Regions from separate parts of the Gossypium hirsutum genome. Here region 1 is linked to region 2. The links are chromatin contacts, called in public Hi-C maps. All regions are on one chromosome and are shown on one strand. The core of a region is the stretch at or near the end of the contact, and the rest is flanking DNA. Distances in the headings are between cores, read along the strand shown. Region 1 holds the start of LOC107910055 (pyrophosphate--fructose 6-phosphate 1-phosphotransferase subunit beta). Region 2 holds the start of LOC107910046 (serine/threonine protein phosphatase 2A 55 kDa regulatory subunit B alpha isoform).

Region 1 (7,458 bases), core at 4,484-6,983, 270 kb before region 2:
TAAAGCTCTTTTCTTATATCCTTCAAATACTTTAACTGATTTCTCCATTTATCAGCAAAATAAAAGCCATTCTGATCAGCAAAACAACTTCCAAATATAGCATTTGATCCAGTCATCCTCATAAACAAACAAGTCAACCCCCTATTACAAGCCTCAGTTCCCAATAGGCAATAGGAGAAAAACAAGATTCCAGTGGCAACATAATTCCAAAATATATAAACATGCATTTAAAAACTTTTAGATCAAACATCAAATTTACTGGCAATGTTGCAACAAAGCTGCTTCACCGCTTCAAAGTTGTTATCGTCAAGGGAGAAACTGCTCAGTCTATTAACCATGGCATCCTCAGTAACTTGATCAAATTGGTACCTATTCCTGAACAACAAGTAGCCCCCATATTCCCAGGCTGAGATGGCATGAGAGGCTACACAAGTTTTTTGTTGGATGGATTAAAATTAATCCATCAATAAGTTTTCAACAATATTGAATCCTCTAATTTGACATCAGTTTTCTAAAAATACTTAATAAAAATGTACAGGTCCATACTTCTCAACTAAAGAACACTTTATTGTAGGTTATTTTAAACGAAGTAACTTGTGAGCAGAAAACAAGCTTATTTTCACGATGGAATTATACAAAATGTTCATACATCAAAAGATCATGTCTACTAACCTCAAACTGATAACTCAAACAACAATTTGTTCAGTCATGACTTGCTTTAGCCATATGGATTATGGATTGTCAACAATGACTTCACTACATGCTTCATGTATCTCAGAGCAGACTGCAACATTGCCCTAGCTTTCCTATCAAGAGTGCAACCAGACAAAATCATCTCTTCATATACAGCTGGGACCTTAATCCAAACCACACAGAGTATCTTTAAATAACAAAACATAGATGTTACAATTGTAAATAGATGATGCATGTAATGCATTACGTTAAGAGCAACTGATGCAGAAGCAGAATTGATCAAACCAATACCACAAATCTGTTTGATCTTTCAACGTTTTTTAGTGGACAGGAAAACTAGATTATTTGACTTTGAACAATAAGGATGAGGTAAGTTCTTACACTCTGAATATAGTCCATAACTTCCTTATCTCTGATTTTGTTGCCATCATTGTCAACAACATTAAAGACTGAAACATACAAGTAACTAGTTAACCCGGGGATTTAACATACAATTCAAGCAGGTTTTAAGAAAAAAAACCCTTACCATCCATAAACCATCCTCCATCAGATGATATGTATGCCTTTGTTATTGTAAGATTCATATCTGTAAGCACTTGGACAACTTCCAGGAGAATCCCATGTTTGTTGACACTGTCAACCTAACTAGCAAAATTCATATTTAAACCATTATAGATATGTTGATAAACAGAGATCTAAGGAACTAATTAGCCACATAAGATAACCTAATTACAGCAAAGGCAGAGGCAAGAAGCTTACCTGGATAACAGTGGCATCCTCACAAGCATTGTTGTCAATCACAACTCTGTAACAAAAATAAGCATACATCTCATATTAACCCTACTTTTTTTTAAAGAAGAGAGGGGAGGGGTGAGGGATAGTTAGATCTCTGCAAGATGCAAGTTTATAGTTGTTTCAATAGATGGTGACTTACAACCGCGATTCAAATCTCCAATAACTATAATCAAATGACTCAACATAGTCATATACGGAGAAAGAATACAAAACAGCAAAAAGCAAAGCTAGCATGCAACTGATCCAAATGGCTATCTATACAAAGGCAAAGAAAATATTATATGTGATGCAGAAAAGCAAAGGGCTATTATCTCGTTCTCATAACAGGAAGGACATGTTATACCTTATGAAACTTGTCAACAAGGATAAGAGCTTTCATAAGTGTGGTATATGTGACAACGTCTGGTTTCACACCTTGTATATAAATTGAACCAGATAATAGTGTCATAATTATGACCTAAAAGAATAGTACCAATAACTTCAAGGCAAGCAAACGAATGTAACAGGGTACTCACGTTTTCCTTCATATATTGCAACACAGCAAATGCCTCAACAAAGCAAATGAAATGTGTGTGCGTGCGTGCAATAAAACTAATGAGATATCAAGTTTCAGCAGTAGGAGATAGATCTACAAGCTATGAACAAACTTACTTACCTGAAGAAACAAAAAACTCTTTTTGCCAGAATCAGAAATCATCAGATTATATTGAATGTTCTTTTCCTCTAACTGAAAACATATCACAGAAATAGCTGCAGCCAGAAAACAGATTATAAGGTGCTTCTGAAGTTACTTTTTTACTCTCCAAAAAGTTCTTTTTGACGTCCAAAACACTTCTAAAAGGGATTTTGAAGTGAAACCAAAAAACAGATTATAAGGTGCTTCTCAAAGAAGTGCTGTCGTCTGTGTGAAACATGCTGGAAAAATAAAATGAAAATAGAGACCAAAGGCTGCCGCCCGCGCCTGGGCCTGGGCAGCGAGAAGTTAAGGTAATTCATAGTCCCTTACCTGGCATATGGAATTTGTTGATCAGGATATTATGGGATATTTTATGCTATCGAAAAAAGAAAAATGATGAAGAACTAAAAGTGGATAACTGTTGCTTCTTAGAGATCTAACTAAAACGATTCTAGCATCTCTTTCTAGGCTTTTATTTTTGGAACACATGTTGATTTCCTCTTCCTGCATGTTATAAACTAAAACAACAAACTCATGCAGACCATGACCGTAGCTGCAGTTTGAGAGCAAAAGAGAGTTAGAAACCAGTTTACCTTTCAGTTGCAGTAGCTTGGAAACCCACCAACTGAGAGCAAGCGAAAGAGTGACAGAGAGAAAAAGAAAAGAAAAGGTTGAGAAGGACAAGCATAAATTGTCTTGTAAAGAAAAAGAAAAGAAAAGGTTGAGAGACAGAGGGAGCAAATCGGTAGAAACCCCAAGCTAGAAGGAAGGAACAGAAGACGGAAAGGGGTCGATCGGGAGGATAAAACAGGGTATAAAACTGAAGCAGCACCTAAACTGAGCAAAAGGAAGAGATTAGAAATCGGTGGATTTTTGGGATTAGGTATGTAATGTAATAGACCCGTATTAGCAATACACTGAACCAAACAAAGGATTAAAGGGGAATTAACAAAGGATTAAAGGGGAATTAAGTGAGGCCCACGAAATAGAGGTGTAATGGCTATGCTAATACACCCAACCAAACATGGCCCACGAAAAAATGTTTAAAGGTGTTAAAAAATCCTAAAACTTAAAAAAAAAAACTAATTAAGTCCCTCTCTTTTTTTTTTCCACTTAATTGAGCATTTGAACTTTCAAAATATATCAAAAAGGTCCTCAAACTTCTTCAAAAAAAAATTAAGCTCTTGCTTTTTTTCACTCAATTGAGTACTTAAACTTTTAAAATGCATCAAAAAGACCCTCAAAATTTTAAAACAAGCAATTAATCCCCTGCTCTTATTAATAATTAGAAAAAAAATTATAAAATAATAAAATAATAATCAATTTTAGAAAAATTATTAAATTTTAATAAAAATATAAAAAATTACAATTTATTAAAAATTACAATTTTTTATAAAAATCATAAAAAATAAAAAATTGAAAATTTTTATAAAAATCATAAAAAAATTAATGACCCCTAATTTTTTTCAATTAAAGTCATCACATGGTGCAACACAGTGTGACATGTATGAAAGATGATAAAAAAGAAGAAGTAAAAATCAATAAAAGTTATAGAAAAATTATAAAATGCTTCTTTTTGTACAATAAATTTTTTTATAAATTTTTTCACGAAATTTATATTTCTTTACATTATATATATAATTTTTACGACTTTATAAAATTTTATAATTTTTTTATATTTCTATATGTTTTATAATTTTTTTTATGATTTTTATATTTTTTTTCTAATTTTTAATATTTGAATTTTTTAATTAAAATTTAATAATATTGATTTAAATTTTTATAATTTTTAATAAAAGCAGGGTCTTAATTGTACTTTTTGAAAAAGTTTAAGAGTCTTTTTAATACATTTTGAAAGTTCAAGTACCCAATTAAGTAAAAAATAAGTAGGGGCTTAATTGTTTTTCTGGAAAAGGTTTGAAGGCCTTTTTTAATACATTTTGAAAGTTTAAGTACCCAAATGAGTAAAAAAAACAAAAACTCAATTACTTTTTTAAAAAAAGTGTGAGGGCTTTTTGCGAAAAACAAAAATCTTGCAAGTGTGTAGAAGATGAAAGCACCTGGTAATGACAGAAAGGTGGAGCAATATGTTATTCTTTGAGTTAGAGGGTGTAGCCCTACGCCCTATACGTAAAACTTTTCAGATTTGAGCACTTGGGGACATTTCTGGTTCCAATTTGTCACTAAAAATACTATCATTTAGGTTTGATTTAGTAAATCATTCGATCTTGCGTGCACTGAGATTGCTTTGCTAATCATATTTTATGGTTAAATGGGGATAGCAGACACCTTAAGCAGAAAAAGCCACATCCTTTTAGGTGGAGATGGGCATAGCAGTGGGGTTTGGGGACTCCAATTTGCACTTTCTTTTGGTTTTAGATCACACCCTCCTAACCCAATACCGAACTCAACAATTACAGGTAAGACCCAATCTGTTGGGCCGGACTCCATTTCGTATTTGTAGATATTTTAGGATGATTCCAGTGAATATTTATGAACAAGCAAACACTTGTATAATGAAATATGAGAAAATTTGAAGCAAAACAAAACACACACACAAAAAAAAAAAAAATTGAAAAAGGAATATGAGAATATGCTTTCCCATTTCCCACCTAACCAAAAAAGTTAGGTTATTCGAGGCTACACTCCATCTCCATATCATAGTTCTAGTATTCATATCTTCATGGTATATTTTTAAAGATTCTTTTTACTATAATTAACTTAGAGGGTGTAAAAATTAAAATAATTTTATATATTTCTATAATTATTTATAGGATTAATATTTTAATGATTTATTAATATAATTATATTTATCATGTATGTAAATTTTTTGAATTGACCCGATATTTTTATCATATCGATCTAAAATGCTCTATATATTAATATACATTCAACGATTGAATTTGTTTTACATAAAGCAAATACATCAAATTTGACATGTATAATCTATATAAATAGACCATGAAATATCAGAATTGAATCGTTAAAATATTAATCATATAAATAATTACAAAAGTATGTAAAACAAATGGGTGGTTCTCTCTCGTATATAAACTTTTTTCTGTAATGAGTTTTAATATTTTTCGTGTTTTGATTAGAGATGATAATAGGTAACGGATATTCAATATTTGCAAATATCATATTTATTTTAGATATTTTAATTACTATTCACATTGCATATATTAATAATTAAATATTCATTATTTATTAATGAATAATCAAATTGACTTTGCTCAGTAAAAAATAGATTTAAATATTTGAATGCAGGCAGAAAATTGGAAAATTTGAGGATGGTTTAATTAAATTTTCACATATTTAATTTATTATATATTACTTAAATTATTTAACATATGGGTCATCGTATTACTCATGTTTATCGTGCCTCTGCCTCCTTTCTGCTATGATTTCATCCGTTACTGGATCCTGAAAGTATTTGATTCTTTGTCGTTTCGCTGGTAAATTCCTAAAATACCACCGATTTCAATGGGCAAACAGATACCTTTTCAGGGGCGGAGTCTCCCAAGAGCCCAAATATGTAACCTGAAATGACACTACTACCCTTCTTTTTTGACTTAAAAGCGACTCAGGACAAATCTGATAGATCCACGCCACGCTTGAATCACTACTCACTAGTCGACTCGCAACTGATAGGACTGAGTTAGGTATAACCACCAAAAAAAATTTACTAAGTAAAAAAGAGATGGCTCCCTCTTTTGTAACTAACGGCGGTGTGGCCGCCGTTAAAACGACTCCGTTCGCAGGACGTCTCGCCTCCGTTTACAGCGAGGTCCAAACGAGTCGTATCGACCACGCTCTTCCTGTACCTTCTGTTCTCAGAAGCCCCTTCAAAATTGTCGATGGTCCCGCTAGTTCCGCCGCCGGCAACCCTGGTTCTTCTCTCTTCACTTCTTTATTCATCTTTTTCATTTTCGATCTAGTTTCTTTTTTTCTTTTTGTAATTTATCTGCATAATCATGCAAGTAAAACAATAGTATATAGCTCAGTTCACTGAACTGGCAGATTTGTTTCTTGGCAGATGAGATCGCAAAGCTGTTTCCGAATATGTTCGGGCAACCCTCGTCTATGCTGGTGCCGAACGGAGTAGACAATATTGGATCTGATCAGAAGCTAAAGATCGGCGTCGTTTTGTCTGGAGGGCAGGCACCTGGAGGTCACAATGTGATTTGCGGAATTTTCGGTTAGTCTTTTTTTTCTCAATTACATCGTTTAAATAACATTGCATGTTACTTTAGAATTACGATACTTGTGCTAATGGAAATAAAATTTTTTCCCTTTGGAATGAAAGATTACTTGCAGGAGCGTGCTCCAGGTAGCACTTTGTATGGTTTTAAGGGTGGTCCTGCTGGGATCATGAAGGGAAAATACGTAGAATTGACTGCAGATTATATTTACCCTTACAGAAATCAGGTATTATTTGCTAGTATTTACAGAAATGTTAGTGTCAGGAAGCAAAAGAAAATAGTAACCAAATGAAGCCTTAAGATCCTTTTTGAATTTTAGCAGCGCGTGCTTAAATATTAATAGTGTTTGGTAGTAACTATGGCTTTTGGGAATTTTGATGATTTTGAAATTTCTACATTATTATCATGTGAAAAGTTGGTGCGAGTATATGATAAAGTAGCTTCTGCTTAATGTTCCTCTTGTTGGTAAGAACAATTTAAACAGTGTGAAAGAGAAGCATGGCAGTGTTTCATGCCACCTGCATTATAGGCTGTGTTATTTCCATATTAGTAAGGTTTTGTTGTCTGTTAACTATGCATATTATTATTAATTTTAACTTTGCGTCTATACATTACAACATATGCACTGACCGGTAAAGCAAAGATCCTAACAATTGTGTTTACTTATTCTAACCAGGGTGGCTTTGATATGATCTGTAGTGGGAGAGACAAGATTGAAACTCCTGAGCAGGTAAGGTTACATCTGTATTTCATTCTACTTATTGAGTTTTTATCAACTAATAATTGCTGAATAAAGTTGGTACGATTTTCAGTTCAAGCAAGCTGAAGAAACAGCAGCAAAGCTTGATCTGGATGGGCTTGTTGTTATTGGTGGGGATGACTCAAACACAAATGCTTGCCTTCTTGCTGAAAACTTCAGGTACAGTCAGAGAAATTTTGTATTGTTGATATATATTGTTGCTGATGGAAAGTATGTATACCATATTACTTTACTTGCTTCTTCAATTTGCCAATTAGGAGTAAAAATCTGAAAACTCGAGTGATTGGATGCCCAAAAACCATCGATGGTGATTTGAAATGCAAAGAGGTTCC
Region 2 (7,205 bases), core at 247-2,746:
ACCGGGTGACCTGAGAACCGGGCAGTTGAACCGATTTTTTTATTTTTTTAATATTCTTATCAAACCAAAATTCAATTATCTAACTATTAGCATATGTCATAATGAAATATTCAAACCGAGATTTTCAAAACTGGACAAGTAGTCGAACCGATCAGACTATCAGTTTACTAGTTCGACTTATCCGTCTAGTTCAATTAAATAAAACATTAAAAATAAAAAATTATTTAAAAAAATCGACTCAACCATTCTAGGTCAACTTATCTAATGGTTTTCTCCAAACCAGTTCCCTTGTCGATTTCGGTTTAATTGATCCAATCAACTAATTCGATCAAGTTCAAGTATTTATGAATTTTTTATAAGTTTATTTTAATTGTAATACTTTTATGATTTTTATAGAATTTAATATGTTTTTATAAAATTCTAAATATGTTTTATTAATTTTATGAAAAATTATAAATTATTATATTTTTAATATTTTTTATAGTATTTATATTTTTTATAAGTTGATATCAATTTTCATATTTTTAATATTTAATAGTTTTTTTTATAATTTTAAGATTTTTTAATTATTTTGATGAAAAAAAATTAGATTAAATCAGAAGCTGTCACATGTACCACCATCTGATTGATCCGTCAATTTATTTTAACGGTCAATGCGATCAATGATGAAAACCGTTAATTGAAGAACTTAATTATTTATTTTAATTATCAATAAAAAAATTAATTAGATATGAATTTAATACAAGAATTTAATTAATTTTTTTACATTTTGGTATAATGAAGGGACCAAGATTTTTGGTTCGAATGAACATTGAGGCCCTTTGCGAGCATATAATTCGCATTTTATCAAATTTCATGGTCAAAACCAAACCAACATGCAATATGTTATTGGCTTTAATTCATTTGGCCATGTAACAAAAACGACGTAAATACTTATATTTCAAGATTTAATGTAAAAGTCATAATTGTATTTAGGAGGTAAAATCTGAATCCACTTTTTCTTTTATAATATTTCATTGATGTAAATATAATACAATAAACCCTAAATTCTTTGGACTTATGTATATTATCATTCTACTTTAATATATAATGTATTTGTTGTATTAAAAAAATTAAATTGAGAGTGTGTCAATATCCATAACAATGATCATGATTTTCAAAATTACACATTTTCAACTGAGCGAGACATGATCGACATTACCTTCTTAAAAAAAGATACGAAAATCATGAAAAACAAAACAAAAGGAGGCATATTGGGAGTGGTTTTGATATTGAAACCAGCTATGTGAATAGTGTGTGGGGAAGGGCAACAAGGACCATACCAGAGCCTGCCTGCCTGCCGGCCCAGTTGATTTCGTCGGAATATCTGAAAAGGACTAAAATCTCCCAATCAATCAAACTTACCCTTTATTGTCTTTTTCTTTTTGACTTTTGAATAACTTTATAGCGGGTGGTGATGATTAAAAGCAACCTCCAGCTATTTAGATTTTGTTTTCCAAACAAAATGAATGAATCATTAACCTAACAAAAGTTGCATAATTTTGAGAAAAACAAAAGCAAAGTGATTATTTATAATACTAATAAAATTAGTGTGCACTGAATTATAGATAGAGTAGAAATATGTATTAAAATCTTTAGTCTATCACATTGGTCGGAATGGGCTTCACCACTCTCATCTCGCTCAATTATGATTTTGCCGATTAAGGCTTCGTTCTTTATTGCATCTGAGATAGGCTTTTACATGTAAAAGCACTTTTCTCTAAAAAGCAATAAAGAACGAACTTCATCTCTTGCAAATTTCCAGTGTTTTTGAAGTACTTTTGGGCAGATGAAAAAGGAGATTTTTTTAGCTTTTTCAGCCAATAAGTGCTTTTGGGCTGGTCTTTTACTTTTTTAGCCACACAACACACAAACAACGCTGGTTATTTGTTTTCATCCAAAATGCAGTTTGCTTCCATCTCTTTTCATTGTTGTTTCTTTGTTCCTCTGCCAATTCTTTGTTCCTCTTCTCCACTGAAGAAGTCTCTGGTTCTTTGTTCCTCTTCTCCACCACCGGTAAGTTTATCTTTTTCTTCTCTGTATATTTTTGTTTGTCTTTATTATGGGATTGATTTTTATCATTATTTCTTCTGTATATTTTCTCCTCTTCTCCACCACTGGTGCTTCTCTTTGGAGGATTTTCTTCTCCCATTCAAAACCCACATTCAGGAGACCATCCTCTCTCTTTCTCTGGCAGGAGGAGAGTGTTAGGATTTTGTTTTTGAGTAATCATGAACATTTCTTTTGTTGTCTAAATGCATCTTGATCACTCTGCACTAACTTTTAATCTTCACTATATCTAGGTAACAAGTCAGGAGACCAACCTAGTGGCTAGATGTCGACGAGTATACGGCCATGCTCATGATTATCACATCAATTCTATTTCAAATAACAGGTAGCTAGTGGGTTTTGTTTTTATTGCAATTTTGTGGTGTTTTGGCTCCGTATTTTAGTATTATCTGAAAATCAATTGAAGAGGAAGTATTCTTTTTCTGGGATAATATGTAGTAGAATCACACATCTTACATTTTTCTTCTCTGATGGAAAAATAAGTCTTCATTAGCTTAGTCTCTTGAATTCCCTCACCAAGATTTCTAGCCTAATATTTTGCTTAACCTTTATTGCATCTTTGTTCTTTATTATTATTAGTGTGTTTTTTTTGGCAGCATCATTATGAGATGCCTCTTGAGAAACTGATGCCATCTGGTTTAGATTCTAGATTGGAGTGTAGATTTAAACTGTTATTGATTGCGCTTCTAGGCTCTCTTCCCCCCCTTCCCATTCAAAGTTTGCATTCTGGAGAAGGCATATGATTCTCTAATTGTAATGGTAAAGGATGATTGTTTCTTTAAATAATGATACAACGAATCATGGTTCCTTCCTAATAACTTTCTGTTGCTGAACTTGTGTTGTCATGTCCGAACTTGTGTTGTAATTCTTTCAGAATTAGTGTTCCTTTTTTCTGTTATGCCGCTTTTGCTTTACTGATTTGCTCTGCTTTGTGTCTCTGTTGCTTTGCTCTGCTTTGCTTTAGCGATTACTAGATCCCCACCAATCAGTTAGTGCATGTGTTTAATATGTCCTAAACAGGCATATAATGCAGAGGTAGCTGTAACACCCCTTACCCGTATTCGACACCGAAATAGGGTATGAGGCATTACCGGAGTTTACTAATTAATTTTCAGACATTCCATTTTTATCTAACATTCATATTCATAACCAATTTAACTTATACACACCATTATAACAAGAATCAAATCATCCAAAATTACCGATAGAACAAATGGATACTGTGATATATCTCCAACAAGCTTCCAACTCAATTGAGCTTCCGATAATCATTTAAATGCATCAAATAATTATACATATTACCAATAATAAAACACACATATATATAATATTCATTACCAAATAGCATTCACTTCAATTAAAATTATATAGAATATAGCTCATACGAGCTCACTAGACTAAATTGCAGAAATACCAAAATTTAGGGATATTTTGGAAATTTTCTATTTTTCTCAAATTTCCACCCAATATTGTTCTAAATTTCATTCAATTTTGTAATTTAGATAAATAACCAATCCATTTCATGCAATTTGGTCACTTTTTGACGTTTTTACAAATTTACTCTTAAAGTTTCACATTTGTTCAATTTAGTCCATGAACCTAAAACATGTAAATTGGTCATTTTTAATGAAAACTCATGCTAGTTAAATAATCATATATTTTCCCCCTCCTCCTCTCTATTCCACATCCTTAATGTATATAACATGCTTATAGGTAACATTATCTATAATTTCACCATTTACTTATATATATTCATTCAAAGTTGTCCACTTGAGTCGTAGTCACTAAATTATTTATATCTTGAGATACAGAACTCCAAATTAAGATCTGTGAATTTTATCTGAAACTAGACTCACATATGTTCTTACCATAAAATTTTCAGAATTTTTGGTTTATCCAATAAGTACAGTTTATTCTTTAAAGTCATCACTATTCTGCTGTCTAACAGTTCCGACCCTTCTTCACTAAAAATTAATTATCTCATCGTACAGAATTCTAATGATGTTTCCGTTTGTTTCTATTGAAAATAGACTCATTAAGGATTTAAACATATAAATTTAAGCCTCTAATTATTTTTATCTAATTTTTTATGATTTTCCAAAGTCAGTACAGGGGAACCCGAAATCATTCTGACCTTATCTCACAAAACCTACTATATCTCATAATTTACAATTCCATTGCTTACACCGTTTCTTCTATGAGAAACTAGACCCAATAAGATTTAATTTAATATTTTTTTCATCCTCTAATTAAATTTATACGATTTTTGGTAGATTTTCAAAGTCAGACTACTGCTGCTGTCTCGAAACTGTTTTAGTGTAAAATGTTGATAACTAAATTTATAACACTTTCCTTTCCTTTCTCTTCAACATTTTCCATCACTTTCTCTTATTTTCCTTTTTTTAGCATAACAAGAATATAGAACCTTATATAATGAAACTCTACCTTAACATTAATTTCCTACTTTTTCAATAATATCAAACTCAAAAGTATATAAAAATCTTGATGTTCTTACCTTATGCCATTGATTTCAATCTTTAACTTGATTTTCTCCCTCCTCCAGCTTCTATTTCTTGAATCTAACTTGATATTCTAGCTCCCCCTAGTCTCCTTATCAATTTTCTCTCTTGGTGGCTATGAAAATTTCTTTGATTTCTAAGTGAAAATGGTGAATTTTTATGGGAGAACCAAATTGTAAAGAAGAAAAACTTTTTTTTTCCTCTCTTCTCACGTTAGTTTCATGGAGAAGAGATAATTTCTCATCATCTTTTTCCTTTATATTAATCATTTATTAATAAAATAATACTAAAATCTTAATAAAATAATAATTAAATAACATTTATCTAATTAATTAATTAAAATATCACCAACATCATCATTACCTTCTAGAATTCTCTCTCCTTCTAATTGACTATTTTGCCCTTCATAATCTTTTGAAATTCCATCCTTGAGTCATCACTTAATTTGATAAAATTGCAATTTAGTCTCTCAAAATTCTTCACCTTTTCAATTTAGTCCTAATTCATCCATTTTCCTTAGTTTCTAAATTATTACACCCTTAAAATATTTACACTTTAACCCTTTAAGTTTTGAGTATTTACTCTTGGGCAACAAAATTTTTCTCACTTTTGCGATTTAAACCTTTCTTGAATTAATATGTCATAATATACCTTCCATTGTTGACATAACTCAATTTCCCTTTTTATCACTTTATTTCCTTATTTTACCATATCAGGGATATTATCTTACTTTTTTTTCTATAGTAATTTTTGGGGTATTACAATTTCATAGCTAGTTAACCCTTCTAGCTTCTAGAATTCAAATTCTACATTTATACAAATAGGTCCTTTCCTAAATTAATCACTAAATCGATAAAATTTTCATATCAATATTTTCATGCAACCTTCCTATCATAATGCAACCCATGTCATAATTTTAAAATAAATTTTTCCTCGTCAGATTTGTGGTCCCGAAACCACTGTTCCAACTAGACCCAAAATCGGGCTGTTACAGTAGCAGTTTCTTAATTTCCTCTGCTCATCTATGATCTTATTAAGAGTTTGAAGCTGTTGATTTAAGCTGGTATTTTTTGAGACAAATGATTTCAACTATGGTTTCTTTTCTTGTTTTAATCTTCCTTTCTCGCTTTCTTGTTTCAATATTTCTTTCTCTCCTTGTCTTATTTTGCTCTCATTCTGTTTGTTGATGAGATCCAAAGTGATCATTTCTTCTTGTATTTGGACTGGGCTTGAAAATGTTTGTTTTGTTCTTGAATTTTTTAGTACTGGATGGATTAGTTCATTCATGTAGTAGATATTTGATACAATGGTTAACATAATTGAATCAATGCACTTCACAAGATATTGATTAAAATTTTAAACCCCATTTTAATGGTAAAATATCATGGTGTCATGGAGTTGCAAATACTGGTCCTCATCCATTGTTCAAAGTTCATAAGTTAGAAACGTCTAATGTAAATTTCTTGACCAATCAGTGCCGTTCGCTAGATAGTTTGACCCATATTATCAGATCTGTTTGTTTTTAGCCTATTGTTTGTAATGTCTGTTAATGAGTTTCTTCTTATGAACTTCTTTTGATTCTTAGGCTCAAATGTGAACGACTAAAACATTTGCTTCCCCCATTTTCTTTTTCGTTTTATATGATTTTTTAACACTTAACTTAGGTTGGAAACTTCTCTTATCACATTACTTGTTAAGGCTAAAGGCCAAAGTTTACTTCTTGCTAATATCAACAATCTTTTACAATAAGATTTTGATGTGCTACAACAATCTGTTGACCAATATTTTCATGATTGGCTTTTGCAAACACTGCAGCTTGTACACTGTAACAATCTGTTTACTTCTATTCCTGGAAACATGTTTTGCTTTACCATTTACTCATGCGTGGTGTATGCTGGAAGTAGGATATTGGATTTTGGGTTTCAGCTAGAATTATACAGGCTTGGTGAAAATGATGATTTCTTGATTGTAACTATTACTTGCTGATAACTTTTCTGGTTTTGCAGGCAAGAAGGTCAGTAAAGCTCCAAAAATCTAGAGGTTAGCAACTCCATTGACACTCAAGAGGAAGCTAAATAGAATTGCAGAGAAGAAGAAAAGAATTCCAAAGGCCAAGGCTGAGGCAGCTGAGTACCAGAAATTGCTTGCCATGAGGTTGAAGGAGTAGAGGGAGCGCAGTTGTGAGAGTTTAGCAAAGAGGAGGTCTAAGCTCTCTGCTGCTTCTAAGCCTTCTGTTGTAGCTTAGACTGCTTTTTAATTTTTGGTAAACATGTTTTGCCTAGTGTTAGATATTTTGAATAGTGAAGACCCAGAGTTAGCTTAGGCTTTTTTTGTGAATGCTGAGTTTGGTATCCTATCTATTATGTTATTTTATGTGGTCTACACTTACTGCGTTGTGGATGTGCTCCTTTGGCATGGCAGATCTGTTTATTGTGTTTAAATTGTAGCCTTATAGTATAACTATATGTTATTATGTGTCGCATGCATGACGTCCCCAATATTGAGTTTTCCCTCATCAGAACTCTACTCCTGATACCTGAGTGATTCTTTTTGTCCAATATTTGAGTACTTTCACTT

Evidence for each region. A called contact is a pair of places that touch in the nucleus more often than the background predicts.
Region 1: a Hi-C map of leaf shows a contact between it and region 2, with 2.1 times the contacts expected there. The contact joins the promoter of LOC107910055 here to the promoter of LOC107910046 in region 2. A contact is called at or near these places in 4 of 34 Hi-C or Micro-C datasets (callus, leaf and seedling).

Annotation. Positions count from the first base shown.
Region 1 is chrD06:57,545,197-57,552,654 of Gossypium_hirsutum_v2.1, reverse strand. It overlaps LOC107910055 (pyrophosphate--fructose 6-phosphate 1-phosphotransferase subunit beta), which reads left to right and starts at 5,733. Exons shown (of 16, transcript XM_016837799.2): 1 at 5,733-6,054; 2 at 6,201-6,362; 3 at 6,471-6,592; 4 at 7,043-7,096; 5 at 7,179-7,285; 6 at 7,384-7,458. The coding sequence starts at 5,865. It overlaps LOC107910056 (ACT domain-containing protein ACR6), which reads right to left and starts at 3,087. Exons shown (of 7, transcript XR_005915012.1): 1 at 2,758-3,087; 2 at 2,144-2,238; 3 at 1,453-1,498; 4 at 1,220-1,334; 5 at 1,075-1,142; 6 at 673-806; 7 at 98-406.
Region 2 is chrD06:57,276,197-57,283,401 of Gossypium_hirsutum_v2.1, reverse strand. It overlaps LOC107910046 (serine/threonine protein phosphatase 2A 55 kDa regulatory subunit B alpha isoform), which reads left to right and starts at 1,496. Exons shown (of 3, transcript XR_001687448.2): 1 at 1,496-2,055; 2 at 2,343-2,434; 3 at 6,635-7,008.